Regions from separate parts of the Gasterosteus aculeatus genome. Here region 1 is linked to region 2. The links are chromatin contacts, called in public Hi-C maps. All regions are on one chromosome and are shown on one strand. Each heading gives the region's core, a stretch centred on a gene start, on an enhancer-like site or on the middle of the called end of the contact. The rest is flanking DNA. Distances are from core to core; before and after follow the strand shown. Region 1 holds the start of sdccag8 (SHH signaling and ciliogenesis regulator sdccag8). Region 2 overlaps zbtb18 (zinc finger and BTB domain containing 18).

Evidence for each region. Hi-C and Micro-C count contacts between places; a contact is called where the count stands out from the background.
Region 1: a Hi-C map of skeletal muscle shows a contact between it and region 2, with 4 times the contacts expected there. The contact joins the promoter of sdccag8 here to the enhancer-like site in region 2. A contact is called at or near these places in 3 of 6 Hi-C or Micro-C datasets (skeletal muscle and tail fin).

The regions. Positions count from the first base shown.
Region 1 is chr6:15,984,271-15,989,758 of fGasAcu3.hap1.1, forward strand. sdccag8 (SHH signaling and ciliogenesis regulator sdccag8) reads right to left here and starts at 1,870. Exons shown (of 18, transcript XR_013468014.1): 1 at 1,515-1,870; 2 at 784-945; 3 at 562-647; 4 at 297-410; 5 at 62-187. It overlaps tnfaip3 (tumor necrosis factor, alpha-induced protein 3), which reads right to left. Exons shown (of 9, transcript XM_040178910.2): 9 at 3,556-5,488.
Region 2 is chr6:15,878,269-15,884,329 of fGasAcu3.hap1.1, forward strand. It overlaps zbtb18 (zinc finger and BTB domain containing 18), which reads right to left. Exons shown (of 3, transcript XM_078104972.1): 3 at 4,732-6,061. Among protein-coding and RNA genes, the nearest start is that of zbtb18, 13 kb to the right of the region's middle. Within about 2 kb of position 2,468, at least 5 of the 9 cell types and tissues checked have open chromatin away from gene starts, as enhancers often do.

The sequences.
Region 1 (5,488 bases), core at 620-3,119, 110 kb after region 2:
AATAAACTCATTATTTCATCCTATTAGTCACATATTATTCTCAGACACAAACACAAGTTACCGGGGAGTTGTGGATAGGGAAATCTTTCAGTGATTCATCCGCAGCTCTGGATTTCAGGTTGGAATGCAACTTCTCATTCTCCACCACCACCACTCTGATTCGCTGTTTAATCTCGTGCAGCTCCTCCTGAAATCACACACAGAGAGAAGTGAATCAAAATGTATACAACCTGGGACAATAGGGAAATGGACCTGCAAATATACACACACACACAAACACATTTTAGAGGACAGACCTTGCACAATTTAACTTCAGCTTCCAGGTGTTGGATGTACTCTGACTGGTTTTGAATCATTGGTACGAAATCCTGAAAAGCCGGCGAGTTGGACCGTCCCTCATGCTGTACTTTCTAACAGAGGAAAGAAAAGGCAGAGGCCAAAATTAGCCCAACAACACAACAGAATGGCAAGCAAAATATCACTATAATCCATTTAAAGATCCCTGATCTTTAAAGCGTTTCTCAGGTCAATATATTTGAACAGCCAAGCTGCTTACTTTACCTTTGACAGAGACGGTTTCTTTGAAGGAGTCAGAGGAGAGGGAATTTCTCTGCTCTGCTTCAGCAGAAGGCTCTTCAGCTGATTGACTGCAATGCCAAAGGACGAAGGAACACGCACACAAACGCACACACACAAAGCATTTCAATTTGACTTCCTGCATGGTTGACATCTCCAGTAAAACGATGTCTTTGTCGGACGGACTTGAACTGATCACTAAGTCACCTGCTTCGCTCTGTGTCTTTTGGCTCCATGCAGCCCTGTCCTCTTCGGCCGTGGTGGTGAAGAGGCTTCCATCGCTGCCTCTGGGCTCCTCCACCGCTTCTCCGTCAGAGCCCAGCTGCGCCCAAACACTGCTGAGCTGCTGTATGCTGTGGTTGGCCCGCTCTGTGAACAACAGACCTTCAGAGACACTGGTCTTACACGGTATATTGTTTCTGCACCGCGGCCATGGCGGCTTAGTTGGTGTCTAAAAAAAAAAACACTTGCCCACTACCCAAATTAGAAAGAGAACCATTTTGGAAGTCACTGGGATTTCTGATGATCTGCTTTTCCCAATGACGACATGTTACACATGTCGGTTTTGTAATGTTACACCTTGGTGTCTTGACAATTGTCGTGCCATACTGTCAATCATTTTTTAATTATAACGTGAGCATGAGAAGTTGTCTATTAGACAAGCCAATTCAGTTCGATCAAGTTGCTCGATTCTCGACAACAGGTGGCAGTGACACGACTTCATACACACGCGCCTCAGTGCTGTGACGTAATGACGTCACAAGACGTAAAGATAACTCCGCGGCATTGAGTCGGGTATTTTGTTGACGAGACGTTTTCATATAACACCCACGTTATGTTATGTTACAGTTATGTTACGTTACAGTTTAAGAGGCAGCTTTAACGGCTCCACAGTTAGCCGTTAGCACATTTAGCTTCCCATTCAGCATTCAACTTACGTCTCAGCTCCTTTTGGTAAGCCCCCAGCTGCTCCGCGCCCTCCTCGTCTGAGTCAAACGGTTTCATTGATGTAAGACCGATGTTAAATCACGCTTTATCCCCAGCGTTAACTACACATGCTACGTTGTGTGCTACACATTCAATAAACATGTTGTGTGTCTCGCCCGTACCAACGGTTAACGAAGGGGGCGTTTGTGTTGATGACCCGCGTGCACCGCGGTAGGTGTTCTTATGTGCTCAGATGCTCCTTCTGACACCGCCTGACGCGGTGAGCGCGTAAATGAAACAGCCCTCTGCTAACGGCAACCACTTCCGTAAACTCGGCGTTGGATGCCGGGAGTTGTAGTCGCTGTCTGTAGTCACAGTTAACATCGTCGCACCAGCGCCACCCTATGGTGAATACGGTGTGTTACTCATTATAAAACAAACCACTTAGTAAGTGTTTAAACATGCTAAAAGTAAGCGGGATAAATCATGTTTAATGTCTAAAAACATTAAAAAAGGGACCTGGTGGCATACAAATATCTTAAAGTACTTGTGTAGTACACAGAGCTCAGTGTATTCCTCACTGGATTTGGCAAAGCCTCAATCTAAAAGGTCACAGGCAAATCTGACATATGGGGGAGTTTCAAATGGCATAGTTATAGCGTGTGTGTGTTTGTGTGTAATATTGTTCAGTGGAAAAGTGTATCTCATCATCTTTTTTGCTGCTTACAAAAGGGTCAAACAAAGGTAACCATGGATACAACCGCTTCCTATTGCACAATAACAGATATCTTCCTGTCGAATCAGACTCGAATGTACTTTCGATTGTTGCGACAATTCATTTTTCAACAGAAGAGGCAGTGAGTCAGATTTTTGTGGGTTAATTTATTTTAAGAAAAATAATTAATATTGTGTCCAGTCCAGTCTCTTTTTATCCCGAGTCCTACACGGGCTCAAAAAGCTACACGTTCTCTGCCCGATCGTAGTTGAACGATTACTTTCATTAAAGTAAATGATTTCCAATGTTAGTTTAATGTGCTCCAGTCCTTTTGTCACCATCTAGATTCATGGCCTTTATTACTCATATTGGATGGTCCAAACACATCTGTTATTAAAGCGCACTCTCATTTCTCACTTGGCATCACTACTGTGAAGGGTATTAACACCCACCCTTAATCTTTAAAGTCAGGGTTGTTTTTCTTGTTGAAATTCAAATCACCTCCTAGGAGAAATTAATCAGATGATCTGACACCGCCTGTGCACTCATCGCTTGTCGCCGGGCCAACGGCTAGACAGCTGTGAGTAATAACTATAACCTCAATGAGCTGAAGGGACGGGCACCTTTTGATTTCAACACTTAATATGAGAAAATAATAATAGCATGAGGTGCAAACTCCGGCAAACCTTAAGAGCTTAGAGAGCCACTTTATTACAAACAGTGACTGTTACAATGAAGTCGTCCATTACGCCACAAACGTTGTCAGAGTTCTGACCTCCTAAGTTCAAATCACAGATTTTCTCACAGATTTCCTCCCTCTGCACTTGTCCTTTAAATAGACGCTACTCGATAACTCCATCCTCGTCATTCGAGCGCATACTGCATCTCTTCTTATCTTGTAACCGACGTGTCTGCTTCACACATTTTTTTTTTGTTGTTGTATAAAGTCTGCGTGGGAACGTTCAACCCCGGCATCGGGTGAAGAACTCGCACGCCAAGTGAAACAAAGTAAGTGTTTGCATGTCGGGGTGTTTCCAGGAAACCACAGCAGCTCCCCTCCCACCTGATTGCGTTTGAGGCCGTAGGACAGCGAGAAAACCCACGCGTACCTTTGCTGTCCCACACCTCTGCTCTGCCGTGTATAATTATGGGGTGGCACCCTTCTTTACTAAAGCATAATAGGCCATGAAATAACTGAATAACACCCAGGAAAAGCCTCCTCATTTGAACTGATCCTGACCTGAAACGCACTAGAGAAATGTTAAAATCTCAAAAGGACACATGTGCAAAAGTAACACACACACACACACACACACAAAATAACCACACCAGACGGATTTCAGATTTCTTATTAAAAATAATTCATTTCAGGACGACATATAAATAATTATTGAATTACACAATACAGATATCTTGATATGAATAAATACATAACAAATAAAACCAGGCTTTTTCATACAATACGCTATTGTCGAAAGGTCACACAGAGAAAACTTGCATGTTTTGTCACACCTTCTGTTTCTAAGCGGGTGTTCTTCCTACTGTTGGAATGTCCCTCAGCGAGTCGGAGTACCATCCCTAAATGCCTCACTTAGGTGACCTCCCTCCCCAGTGGAACTCGTGTCAGCGCCCCAAAACCTACAGTCAGGGTTGGAGGAGGGGGGGGGCGGGGGGGGGTGTCAGGATGAGCCAACCACATACTGGCCTTTCGTTGATTAAGGTTTGTCTAGAGGTGATTAAAGCACACAGAGACCTACGTACGGGCCGTCGCCAGCTTCAGGTACAGTTGAATGAAAAGGCAAACCGAGAGCCCGTTTCTGTCTCTGCTGTCATAACCGGAGCCACAGATGGACATCTGCCTACAGCAGCGGAACACAAGGGGAACAACGCGTCCAGTTGATATCACATTTGAGGTTGTTGGATGAATGTTTTACGCTCGAGGCGATCTCCGCCGATAAACAGTTCTTCATATTTCCACTAAATCGATACTCATAAGAAAGGATGGCGCCTATCTGGGGATTTTCCACGTAGAGCTCGGTAAGGTTTATTTTGTGGCAACACTGGGTTGGAGATGTCTATTTGTGGCCCTCTGGTTAGTTTAGAGTGGTACAGGCAAGTCATTTTTAAGGAGGTAACAACAACTGTTTTGGCGGTTGATGGCACGTGTATTTTTTGTTTGTTTGGCAGAAATAAAACCAAATATATCAAAATACATAAAAAAAAAAAAAAAACTCTCAACAAATTTTTAAAAAGGGGAAAAGAAACAGGAATGTCAGTTTTGCGTATTCCAGACGCAGACATGCGTGCGTTCTGGGGGTGTGTGTGTGTGTGTGTGTCTGTTCTTGTTGGAGATGAGGCATCGGGTTGGAAGGTCCTACAATATGGACCCAGATCCATATTCACAAAAGCATTTTATAGGTGGGAGCACTGATCCAGGATCAGCGAACAGGCTCCTCTGGTCCATAAAATCTCAATCACTACTTAAAGGCAAAAAATATCGAGGATCAGCCCCAATACTGTGCTGTTGTAGCAGCAGCACGAAACACATTCAGATGAACAAGTTTAGCCGAAGCAGGCGATGGGATTGCTCTTTGTTTTGAAACTGTCGCCATGGCACCTCCAGTGGAGGGGGGGGGGGGGGCGAGAGGAATGCATTTCTCTATCGCTTCGTTCACCTACATACCACCTCAGGCCAGGGTGGGGCGCATGTACAGTCTCACAGAGCTTCGTTTGCATGTGTGTGCAAATGTTTGTATACGCGGCGGTACGTCGGTTAATCACTCGGCGACGTGCTCTCCGCCCTCCTGTTGGCAATCCCCTGTCTGACCGGACTGGAGCTACCGCGTCTGTGTGCGCATGTGCAGGTGTGTGTGTGTCTAACGCATTTCTAGGTGCTCACGCGGTCAGTAAACAGCAAAACAACGTCCAAGGCAACAGATCTGTTTCAGAGGAAGGAGAGGGCAAATAAGGAGGAATGGTGAGAGAACGAATGAGTCCCGTCTCTCCTGCGTCCCGCTGACGCCGCCGACGCGTCGGCTACAATGGAGAAGCTTTTATTTCTGTACACGTAGCACCAAAACTGGCAGGGGCCCGCCCTGTCCGTCTCGCACCGTACAGACAAAAGGTCTGTTCTTGCTTTCCTTATCAACAATCTCATCCACGTCATATAACAAATAGGTTAACAACTTCCAGTTTAGGTTGCCTAAAAATATAAACTGCTTTCGAACTGACACGTGGAAGAAAATTAAGCCTCGACCCTTTTACAACGTT
Region 2 (6,061 bases), core at 1,218-3,717:
GACTTAATTAAACTATAGATCTATAAATGTGGACCTGCTGGTGGTCGAGGTTTATAGATCTATAGTTTAATCAAGTTCTGTTTTGATATCCTGTTCCCTTTTTGCTGTCCTAGTCCACATGGAGGGGGGGGGTCCCCGACCCCTCACGTGGGTACCACTGTCCCCCAAGACGAGGGAGCAGACCTGTGACAACATCCAGCGTTGCTACGGCGATGCAACTGAAGCTGCTCAGTTCTGTTGAATTTGTTGCATTTGTTGAAGCAAAAGCCAAGAAACAATTTCAAAGACGCAAAAAAATAAAGACGGCCGTCTCCTCTGACATCTTTTTGTCTCCTCTCCTCCTTCTGCACTTCTTCCCCACCATCATACAGATGGTCCCAAGCTGCCTTCAATAATCCAATGCACAGCCATGCCAGTACACCCCGGGCTACACCCCTGATGCTACGCTACGCACACACACACACACACACACACACACACACATGCGCAGAAACAGTGCCAGTTCCCTAGGCAGGACCCCTGTCTCTGTAGCCCAGATTGGAGCAGTTTGTTTCAGCACGGAGCAGTAACACTGGGCCTTAGGGCTCTACATGGGCCTGCAGGGTCCCACGCTGGCCTCAAGTAGCTGGGCCTACAAGGGGGGAAAGAAAAGCTCTCGGGCTCGGTTGTGTTATCTCTTGATGACGACAATTGTTGTTATTACACGAGCTGGAGTGGCTACATGTTGTCGTTTTCCATCGCTTCAAACCGGGCCGCCCGACACGGACAGTAAAAACAGAGAGCGAGAGAGTGAGAGAGGTGAGAGGAAAGCAGCAAGAGGAGGACAAGGAAGGGACTTCTTGGAGAGTAAAAAAAAAAAAGAGGTTGGAGAACGGGGACGTCTGGCGCTTTGCCGGACGGAGCGGAGCGGACAAAAAGGGAGGAGCAGGGCGAGGGGGGATGGCGGCAGGAAAGAGAAACAGGAGGGATGGAAAAGAAAGATGGGTGCGCGGAGGGAGGGATGGATGCGGCGGATGGGGGGGGGGATGGAAGACGGGATGGAAGGAGGAATGTGACAGATGGGTCGTGCCTGGCCAGAGCTGGGAGGGAGCGGAGAGGTTGGCAACACAGGGTGAGAGAACACACACAAACGCACACAATACACACCGCAACGGCACGCGTGCACGCATGTGCGCCAGATAACTCCTCACGTGCACGCTCTCTCCGCTGTCACGGAGTATTTCCGATGTCTCTCCTTGTGTCAAGAAAATGTCGGCATATGATGAATAGGCAAATAGATGGCGCAGCGGACATCTTTCGACATATTGTTTGCATAAATTGGTGTCAATTTCTGCGTCGGTGGGGTAAGATGTCGGTGTGACACGTGAGTCAAACTGGTGTTTTTAGAATCTGAGAGTTGAACAAAGTTCAGGTGAGTGGAATCAACGTGAGCTGATGTACGGATGCCTTCACACAACTTCAGAAAGATGACCTTATTTTTGGTTTACGACAAACTAAAATTCATGCGCAGTTACACACTGATGACACATGGCCACATTATTATGCTATTTTGTATGTGAGATAGTTTAGTGTGTCCTGAAACCAGTGGTTTTTATCCTTCAGTCTGTTCTTATTGCACGAGAGGTGTGGTGGTTTTTGAGATGACGTTTTTAATTCATTTTGGTCTCTTTTGTGGATGTTTGTTCAGCCGTGTGTAGGTTGTTTGTGATACAATCATATCAGCTCACCACAAGTTCTCTGTGCAGATGTGGAGATAGGATGATGCAAGTGTGTGTGTGTGTGTGTGTGTGTGTGTGTGCGTGCGTGTGTGTCTTTCATCATGTCTCCACTGTTTCATCAGCAGGAAGGAAACAACAGGGAGAATGAACTTGACTTCCACAACACCACAGCTGCTTGCTGGATGTGTGTGTGTGTGTGTGTGTGTGTGTGTGTGTGTGTGTGCTTATACATGTGTACAACTCAGCAGGCAGGTGCAGCAGATGCCCGAAACACACATGTTCACACACACACACACACACACACACACGTATACAGTAACGCTGTTAACATCTACGCAGCGGAGCTGGTGACATTAATAGGCCCCTCCCCTGCGTTACCCCGTGAGGTCACCATGGCGATGATAAAGTGCTGAGTCGTGCACATGTGTCCCGGTGCCAGCAGTTTCCAACAACACCCCGAACACGCCCTGGTAATGCCCCTTATCTGGCAGACACACACACAGCTGGGAGAGGGTCGCGTGAAAAGAGGTTTCATTTCTTTCTGCAGGGCGTCATTGTTTCTTTAACCTGAAATCCAATTAATTTGTCTGTTTTTCAGGATCGTCTTCAAGTGAATCCTTTATGTTGAAAGATTTATGTCCCTTCCTCCCGTCCTCTGTTGTTTCTTTCTCCACGTCTCTATCTCTCTTATGTGGAGAGTTCACAGCGGCGCTCCTTCCACACAAGAATCAAACAAAGGACAAGTACTGTTTAATCCCATCGTAGCCCGGCGCTAAAGACAGACCAGCTGGAGGCCTTTGTGTGTGTGTGTGTGTGTGTGTGTGTGTGTGTGTTCTCCGTCCGTGTGCGCGCTTGCAAGTGTGTGAATCGCTGAATAACACTCTTATCTGAGTTTTTCTTATACGTGTGTTTATATATGAGTGTGTGTGGGTTAAAGAAGGGGGATGGGGGGGTTATGGATAAGTAGTATTTGGGCCCCCCTCCCTCCCTCCCTCCGCCCCCCTCTCACCGAGACACACAGATATTCAAGTTCGGGTTGCGTCGCCTTTTGTTTTCAGCCAGGGGGAAGGGGAGGGGGGGTCGGGGGGGGCTGCAGTGGGTGGCTGGACGGATGGATGGCTTGCTGGGACACTGTGCCCCCTGATTTTCCCAAAAAAAATATCCCACCTCCCCCCCCCTCTCTCTCTCCACCGCCCCCCTCGCCTCCCTCCCCAGCCAGAGTAGGTCCACTGTATTGTCTGCTTGCAGGCGGGCCGCTTGTTGCTCGCCTTCTGTCCTGCTGTGCTGAGTGCCTGACAAAGGGGCTCTTTTAAATATGCAGACAATCCTCGATCACTTACACACACACACACACACACACACACACACGCATGTCCCTGCTTTCCTCTTTCTCTTCCATGGCTAGACGTGGCCTGGGAGTGTTTCCTTTTTCTCACAGAGAATCAACAAGTCTCCGGCATGAGCAGGATGCAGAAGGCCGTCTTCTCCCCGTCGGCGCGCTGCGACCTCGAAGCTTCGTGGTCTCGTCTCGTTCCGAATGCTCGAATTTTCAAAAATGCATATTGAGAAAGAAAGTGCCGCTCAAGACAAGGAAGTAGATCCTGGCCTGTTTCCTTCACAAGTAGAACAAACTTCAGACGTCAGTTTGGAGACGCGGGCTGGGAGCTGGTTTGAAAATGTGTCGTAAAAACAAACCCCCAAACATCAGGACGCTTCGGGTCCACATCTCTTTAATCCCCCCCGCCCCCCCCCCACTTCCTCAACGTCCTGGTACGGCTTGGCATAGGCGGCTCCCTCACGCGAAGCGGCAGAGTGCAGGGGCCCGGGCCCCCAGACAGGAGCCCAAGCTGGTCTCGGCCTCCCAACATGTTGAGCTGGCCTGCCTTGGGCACAGCCAAATGGTTCTGCAGCTGCCCCTTTGTCCCCCTTCCTTAAGTAAACAAAGGACAGAAACAAATTAATGACCTACATTCACAGCGAAAAACCTTGCACGGCCTCCTCGCGGGGAGCGCGAGTTGCGAGCAGTTGTCCGTAAGCAGATGTTCACTTGCAACGCCGCAGATTGCAATTAATGATCAGCGAGCAGCGTGTAACCGAAGGATATGGCGGCTGTATTTTCTACAGCAGTCGCCATGGCGCCCGGCTGCCTTAAACGACAATTGAAAGCGTCTCCAGAAACTGAGACTTTTGGAATAGTTTGCGCATTTAAAGTAAAAAAATGTTTTTTTTAAATGAACACATTAAGTTTAAAAGAAGAGATTTATTTTCTCGCCTTTGAATTTCACATTAATCTCGTCCTTTTAAAAACTATTAAACCAACTCGTTAAGGATGGAGCTCCTGGAAAACGGACCCTAAATCGTTTTATGTTTCTTACACCAATATCAGGCCTTCATCAGACAGCGTAATAAAGATTAGGGGAGAGCTTATGGCGTGGGTGTGCGTCGGGGGCTTACCGAGGAGACCATCTGGGGCCTAATGAGCGCTGCTCCTTGGCCTCTGTGCAGTTCTTAAGCATCTGTAAGAGCAGGTTTACTGAGCAGCAATACATTAGCTAAAGCTGATTTCCTTACTGGAAAACCGCACTTGAGGAGCTTTGGAATGAGGCTGATTCTGTGTGTGTGTGTGTTGCAGGGGGTTGAAGCTCAACAAGCTGCTGCACATTTACTTGTCACACGCAGCCTCCGTCGGCGCAGCAGCTCCACCAGGAGTTGTGCAGCAGCGCGAAAGCACACAGTGAGTTTTTTTTCGCCCTCTCACACACACACACACACACACACACACACTAACACAACTTCCACCCACATCGCAAGTCACTGGGGAACAGAATGTGAACACCTCCTGCGACCTGTAACTGTGTCTGTGCACGTGAGCTGCAAGTAAGACCAGCATTTGGGATTTGTCCCTATTTAGAGATGCTAAGAAATGTTATAAAACAAAGTTATTGTTGGTAAAATGACACATTAGAATATGAATACAAATGTGTAAAGAAAAAAAAAAGGCTTTACACAAAGGTTGAATTTCAAGATTCTTATAATTTATTGCAGTTTGCACACAATTTAAAAATGTCAACAACAGCACACCAAAAAATTACAAAACTAAAACACAATTAGAATTTACTCCCCTTTAGAAAAAAATAAATCAACCCAACTATGATTGTCAAAGCTAAAAATGACTACATCTGAAAAAAGGAACATAAAAATAAAAGCAAATAAAAAATGTAATCTCAAGAGGGAGCAAATACATCTGAATCCAAATCCGCTCGTTTTTCCCAGACAGTGATTGTCCTTTTTCAAAACAGACTCAGTCTGCCCCATCTGTCCTTCCATAAACTGTCTATGTCTGTCTAATTTTATTTTTATACCTTGCAACAAAAATCCCCCCCTCCCCTCCCCTCCCGCCTCCCCTTTGTTTTCAAGTAAGCACAGCAAAAGATGGAGATGTTTCGTCGGGGTGGTTCCTTCACAGCGGCTCGAAGCGGTCGACGTCGCTCCCACGACTCCACCGCGCGCTCACACTTTGAAAATCAAATCAAATATAACAGCCCGGACAACAGCAGTTTAAGGCGGTCAAGTACAACCAGAGCAACGGAAAAAAAAAAAAAAAAAAAAAGAAACAGCAGTAATGATGAAAACAACAGCAGGATGGAGCGAGCACATATGCAGAGACGCTGCCAGTGAAGAAACAGCGTCTCGAGGAGGAGGAGGAGGAGGAGGAGAAGGAGAAGGAGGAGAAGAAACGAGCCGGCGCGCTGCAAACCGGCCCAGCGGCGCCCACGCGGTTGCCTTGGCAAAGCCTGTAGGTGCCACCAGATGACAGGGCAACACATACAACCACCCCACCCACCACATGCACATCAACGGGGGCGTGTGCGCGCACTCGCACATATAAACACGCCGAGTGAGGGGCAGGGAGGGGGAGGGGAGGGGGGCGTTCAACCTTTCAGTGTCAAATGTTTTTGGATTGTATAAACGCTTGACCGTTACTTTGAAATTCTAATTTCAGGTTTCCAAAAAAAATAATAAAAATATTAAACTCATGTTGCCCGAAAACCCAAAACACAACGATCGCATACGAAAATGAGTTTTCCAATCACATGTTCAAAAAAATAAGATTATTTTCTGATAAATTCAATAGATTCCATGAATTTATGCACAGGTTACACAAATATGCCCCAAAGCGCTAAAGTATCAGATACTTTCATAGCGTCAGAAATGTTTTTTTTTTTTTTTTTAACAAAGGCAACTTTTCAGCAAAAAAAAGTCAAGTCAATTTCATGTCTTTTAGCTTAAATAGGTGCTTTCAGGCCAAATCTGTGTCGTCGGTCTCAAAGTAAGGATTGCGC